Regions from separate parts of the Rattus norvegicus genome. Here region 1 is linked to region 2. A link is a contact called in public Hi-C data. All regions are on one chromosome and are shown on one strand. The core of a region is the stretch at or near the end of the contact, and the rest is flanking DNA. Distances in the headings are between cores, read along the strand shown.

Region 1 (3,166 bases), core at 57-2,556, 120 kb after region 2:
CTGATTCCTTCTTTTCTTAAACTATTAATCATTCGGGCAAATAATAGTTCTAGCAGGCTTTGGTCAACTTTTTTGGGAGTTCCGACCCCAGAACCTCAATTCACTGCAGGTCTGCGTCATTCCCATGCAGAAGCAATCTGAAGTGTGCCCTCATAAAGAAGGGGGGCGGGGTGGACTAAGGGGGCCACTCTTATACCTGTTGGCTTTCCCGCGCCCTGAGGAGTGGGGTTCCGCAGAGGCCACTGGTCCGGGGTGTTCTGGCTTTCGCGACCCGAGTTGCTGGTTGGCAGGGTCTCTTCGTCCATGACACCGCACTTTGCGCCGCCGCTGCCCCGCCGCCTTCGCCTCAGGATGTGGAACCGCGGAGGTGCGATTGACTCCTCCTTCGGTTCGGCGGGGACCAGGCGCTCGGTGGCCACCGCAGGCGCTGGCTGAATGAAGAACTCCTCGCCTTGTAGGTAGAAGGCACCGCGCACACCTTCACAGAGGCTGAGGGCGGCGGCGGAGCTGGGGTCACCGTTCACCGTGCCAGAGTAGAAGCAGTGGGCCAGGTCCCCAGTGGGGTCCAGATGCTGTGCCTCGGACCCAGGACTGCGCCCCACCGTCTGGAGGGTGAAGCCAGGCGCTAAGAAACCGCTGTCTGGCTGCAACTTCAGATGCAGCTGCTGACCAAAGGCGTCCAGACGGAGGAGTGTGGTGGAACCGTGGCCCCGGGCGCGCTCCAGCGAGGGCAGCACCAGCTCCTCGTCTTCCTCCGTGGGGCGCCCGTGTGCGCCCCGCACACATAGCAGCATTGTTATGGAAGCGAGGAGTAGCAACAGCATGTGTGCAGACTGAGAGCTCCGAAACTTCGCTGCCCGCTGGATGTCCCCCATGTCTGAGCAGGGCTTCAGCTTGCCTGACCCCAAAGGGACTTCTGGCTGCATGACACCGCACACTGCAGCGCAGAGAACTCTTGTTCTGGTTAGACGGTTAGACGCGCAGAGCTTCGTTGGCCTGCTCCGGATGCTTAAAATTCACAAGCACTTTGATTTGAAAGTTCTTGCAGAGCTCGCAGCCAAAAGCTCCGGGTCACTTAGAAAAAGGCTGCGCCGGCGCGCGGGAATTTTTTTATTCCAGCACCGAGTAGTTAATGGCTCCGCACTGCTGGAGCCGCTAAGAGGCTGCTGCAGGATCGAGAAGCGCCCTGGAATTGGGGAACAAGTCCAGAATAAGAGCCTGGACTCTTCGTCCTCCGCCTTGGCCGCGATAGGGCTGGATCTGAGCAAGGATCTGCTCTCTCCGCCGGGCTGTGCGCTCAGGCCTAGTGACAGCACCTAGCTCTGAGCAGCTTTCTAGCGAGTGCAAGAACTAGGCAGCCTCGGCCGCCCCTTTATAGCCACATTGGAGCCCCTCCCCCCCCCAACCCTGCGACACCGCCCCCTGAGCTCAGTTGGTGCTAAACCGAGCTCTGCGCCTCGGGGCCCAAAGGGGGAGGGGGCAGCCTCCGCGCTGGCCTCACGCCACAGCTCGTCACTCTGGGGGTGTAAGACGCCGAAACAGCGCTGTGACCAGCACTTTGTACAGCCCTGGCTACTCTGGGGAAAAGAGTGAACCTTTAACTTCGTCTCAAGGCTGCTGATTCCCGGACCACCCTGCTTCCTGTCGCCCTTCCTGTGCCCCGGCTGGGCTGCAGTTTCCAAGAAAGAGGGTCTAGTTGAAAAGATTCCTCAAAGTTCCCTTTCTTCCCTACGTAGAGCCTCTTCTCCCGGAAAGTGGGCTTTAACTACAGCTGCCTTTTCCTTAAAAAGGACCCCATTTTTCCCGTCTCTTCTACCCTTCTCTGAGCACCTTGGCTACAGCGTCCTTCTCTTTATCCCAGCTTTTCTTGGGCAAAGTGTGTTGACTCTGCGCTTCTCAAGAGGGAGAGAGAGAGGTGGGGCTGGGGGGGGGGGCGGTCATGGGCACTCAGACTCTGGATTTTAAAAGTCCACGTGGAATGACCTTAACAGTTTCCTCAAGTCCTACCTAGAGACTTCTGGGGGGGCGGGGGGTGTATCTTGGCTCTTTCCGGAACAGTCAATCTGGAACCAGCTTGAGTTCCCTAGAGACTAAGAAGGGATTTCTGCTTGCTCTTCTTCACCAGGGAAGCAACTCCCGCCCAGTCCGCGTCCTTCCAAAATCTTAACAGCAGCTGCTGCAGGCCGCAGGCCAGGCGGACAGATGCAGCTAAGATTCCCCTCTTCAGTACCAAGTCCAAAGCAGGGGGGATGGGATGGGATGGGAGGAAACAGGGTTCCCCCTCCCCCAGCTCTTCCTACCGGGAAGGGAAAGGCAGCATCCGCGCGTTACGAAAGTCACAAAAGCTGAGCCCTTCCTATCCCGGCCTCTAAGAAAAAGTCGAGAGGCTCCTCCACTGAGAAAGAGGGAGGGGCTCTGCGACCCAGAGGAAGGAAATGGTTCACAATGCTCTCACTGGCGGAAAGGCATTAGGACAATCTTGAGAACCACAACCCAAGTCCCGAGGCAGACCGGCGGGCTCACACCAGCGCGCTCTTGCTCCCTGCCCTTCCCAGTTCTGGGCTCCGGACTGGCGGCCCCACCCCCATCAGTTGCTGGGTTGGCTCTTGGTTGATCCGCGTCCCTTTGCTCCTCCCCAGATCTTACTCTATTTGTGGGCCTCACACAGTCCCTTACAATCTTCCAAGGTGTCCTCTTCCAAGGCTTTCTGTCAGACACTTTCCCAGGGTTCTAGATAGCCTACATGAAAATATAAAAACTATCTCCCACACCAGGGAGGACCGAATTTTTTAAAAAAAAGTGGTTAGGAGAAACAAGGCCACCACAACCTCTTTCAAAGCTCTTAATAACTTCCTGGTGATTGCACCCACCGGAGGAGTCCTATCTCAAGTTTTGGTTGCTTAAGATTCCACTGATAGCTTAACTGTACACAGTAACCTTGTTCTTCCACCAGAGAGCTTTGATGTCGTCCATCTTCCTTTCTACCTCTTCATCTCCTTTTCAACTCTAACTGACTTCCACAGTTAGGAGCTGGGCCTGTTCCTCTGAGAGGTGTCCCGCCTCTTTCCTTTTGTCTAAGAACCTGCTTCACAAGTGGGCTTTCCCACATTCCTAGTCGACCCACTTTATTTGAGAAACATCTCCATTTTCTGTTATGCTGCCTCTT
Region 2 (2,962 bases), core at 317-2,816:
AGTGAAGAGTTCTTGGCTAGACTATGTCTTGTAGGCTTCTTGGCGGACAAGCATGGGGTGACTGTGGGGATAACTGTCTGGGTCTGTGTGTCTCCGAGACATCATTAGAGAAGGAAGTCAGTAAAGTGGTACTAAATCACTTTGAGAATTGACATAATGCCTTGTCACAAAACTCTGAATTTTGAAAGATTCTTCCTCTGTCTTAGATTCTTCTTAGCCAAACAGCTAGGATGTTGGAAGGGTGGTGAGCTTTGGTCTCTATGGAGATAAACTGATATCTGTTCCTTTGTCCCTAAGAAAGTGACCTTCTTTGGAAATAGGGTATTCACGTATGCAATCACGTGATGACCAGGGGACTATATATACTTAATTTTGGTGATCTTTACAAAAGGGAAGACCACTTAAAAATAGGAACACTAATAGAATGTTATCCAGCCCACAGGCATGGCAGGGAAGATGCAGCAGCCAAAGGACAGGGGTGACAGCGCCACCAGGGCTGGGAGAAGCCAGGCAGCAAAGCGATTGGGATTCTGTAGACATTTTGATTTTTCACTGTGTTTTGGGGCTCCATTTGGTGCTTTAAGTCACTGCATTTATGGTGTTTCCTTGGTGCAACCCTAAAAAGAATAAATGAGAGAGCTGAAATCAAACATGAAAATGAGCAAAATACTCTCGCTTGTGTGTTCATGTTTCCACTGTTCTCCTAGGGTTGAGAAGGGAATTTCTCTCAAGGAGCCAAAACCTGGAGACTGACTATGCAAAGCTTTACGGCCCGTCAAAGCTCCATCAGGGATCTCTGAGCAAATGATGCCATTATTACATAATTTTTAAAGCTACGAAAGATGAGTGCATTAAAGACCCACGTCTTCCCACTATTCCTCTCTGTGTGATTACGATACCGGAAAGAAGGTGGTATTGGTGATAAAGTAGGCTGTTTGTTCTACAGAGTTCTTGTGGAAAACACTTGTAAACTGCACATTTTTGGCTCACAAACTGTCATGTTAGATGCCTATGATTCCACCTACTACCCAGGGAATGGCTATCTGTTTTACCAGACACAGGATTTGGGTGAGATGGAGGTTAGCACTTCTGGGGATAACTTAGGAACCAGTGCTACAAAGATCTGATATAGTTGTCAACACTAGGTGGCATCAAAGAGCCTGCACTTGTCCTGGTTTTTCAGAGCTTGGCAGGTCCTCGCTGAGTTTAATGAGCTCTTCCTCACTTGCTTTTCTTTTGCCTCCCCCTCACTGCGAAGCAGATCCTTTGTGGTCCGATGCCCTACTTAGCTGTAGATAAAGGCTGTCGATCCCCAGAGAATCACGATTCTCCTGAAGTGCAAGATGGCGGCAGAGATCTCTGAGTGCCGTTTGGGAGCTGGGAAGGAGACTTCCTTTCTTCAATGGGCTTTTTGAGAAGGGTTACTCCGCACTTTCCTTGACCCTTCTTGCAAAGCCTGTTGAAGTTGAAATATGCTCTTCCTAGGACGTTCTTGATAGTAATAGTGGTTAGATTTCACCGGGAGCTACTCAATATGATTGGCTGCAACTTGTAAAATGTGGTCCCTGGAGCCAGTGCTCTCCCTGTGTTCCCGGGACTCGGAACCCTGTTTGAGGTTATTAAGGTCTCTCTGTAACTGAGCGCCGACCCACATTATCAACGCTGATGTTACTTTTCGTGGAAACAGACATTTCTTCCTAATCATCTCTCCTCATGTGTGGGAGACTAGGTCAGCCGGTACTTACTGCTTTGAGACTTCTCAGCATAAATTATAATTTGTTTTCATGTAATCAACATCCGTACAGGTCAAACGTAGACCTTTTTATAAACCTTTGGTTGGGAAATGGTTTTCCGGTTTGTGTAAACTGCAATGTAAAGACATCATTTAAGCAAATGGAGTCTCGAGGCTGAGTTTGAGTTTTAAAAAATTGTGAAAACATGGAGACATATAAATTCTGTTTCTGAGCAGTCAAGTCGAGTGCAATAGAAAATCTAGACTTCCTGTTTCATTTGCAGCTGCTGCGTCGTACACGTCAGTCTATTTCCAAATGTAGGCTTACATAAACCTTTTGTTTGGTGCATTATACAGCCTAGGATCAGAGTTTGGCCATAAGGTTGTTTTTTAAATGCAATTCGTGTTTTTAAAAAGTTACACCCAAGTAGTCTTTGGTTGATTTTACTTAAAATTAGGATTTTTAGAGACATATTCTCTTATATTTCATCCTTTCTCAAACAGTAAAAATGTTCGAGTAAAAATAAAATATTAGTTTTAGAGGCAGCTGATCGTGGGTTAAAAGTGCCATCTAGTGGTTGAATAAGGAAGTTCATTTAACTCCTAATGGGAGTGTAAATTTATCTTTTTTGCTTCCATATTAGAAAACAGTGCAGTTAACAGTTGGTGCAGTTATCCATCATCTGGATATGGCTTCACCAAGACAGCATACTATAGGGTGTGACGGAGCTGTACTTTGGACTATGGTGGAGTCAGGAAGTGGTGGGGGACCATCTGGTTAAATAAAACAAAGTAGATGGAGAAGAGACGGGAGGCCAAAGGAGTTTCCTGTTGCTCATAAACTTTTCTTGAGGTTTTTTACTTACACACCTAATTAATACATTAAAACCAACTCCTGTGCAAGTAGGAAGCAAAGTAGATCTCTCCCTCTGTCTTTCTGTCTCTCTGTTTCTGTGTATCTCTGTCTGTGTCTGTCCCTTTGTGTGTGTCTGTCTTTCTCACCTCCCCTCAACCCCCACCCTCTGTGTGTGTGTGTGTGTGTGTGTGTGTGTGTGTGTGCATGTGCTTGAATACAGGAAAATAACTCATTTAACTGTTTCCTCAGAGGCTCCTTCTTCATGATCACTTGCGATGGCAAACACAGGAAGAAAGGAGGCTCCTCAACTCCTCAGGAAAGCTCCTTAGCCACTGGCGAAGGGCAATGAATGAACTGATGGCACAATTTCAATC

The links. Hi-C and Micro-C count contacts between places; a contact is called where the count stands out from the background.
Region 1: a Hi-C map of mammary epithelial cells shows a contact between it and region 2, with 2.5 times the contacts expected there. The contact joins the promoter of Adamts1 here to the enhancer-like site in region 2. A contact is called at or near these places in 4 of 12 Hi-C or Micro-C datasets (the Rat2 cell line, Schwann cells, mammary epithelial cells and 1 more).

The regions. Positions count from the first base shown.
Region 1 is chr11:38,426,078-38,429,243 of GRCr8, forward strand. It overlaps Adamts1 (ADAM metallopeptidase with thrombospondin type 1 motif, 1), which reads right to left and starts at 1,307. Exons shown (of 9, transcript NM_024400.2): 1 at 197-1,307. The coding sequence starts at 926.
Region 2 is chr11:38,302,230-38,305,191 of GRCr8, forward strand. No RefSeq gene overlaps it. Among named protein-coding and RNA genes, the nearest start is that of Adamts1, 120 kb to the right of the region's middle. Within about 2 kb of position 1,567, at least 35 of the 93 cell types and tissues checked have an H3K27ac peak or open chromatin away from gene starts, as enhancers often do.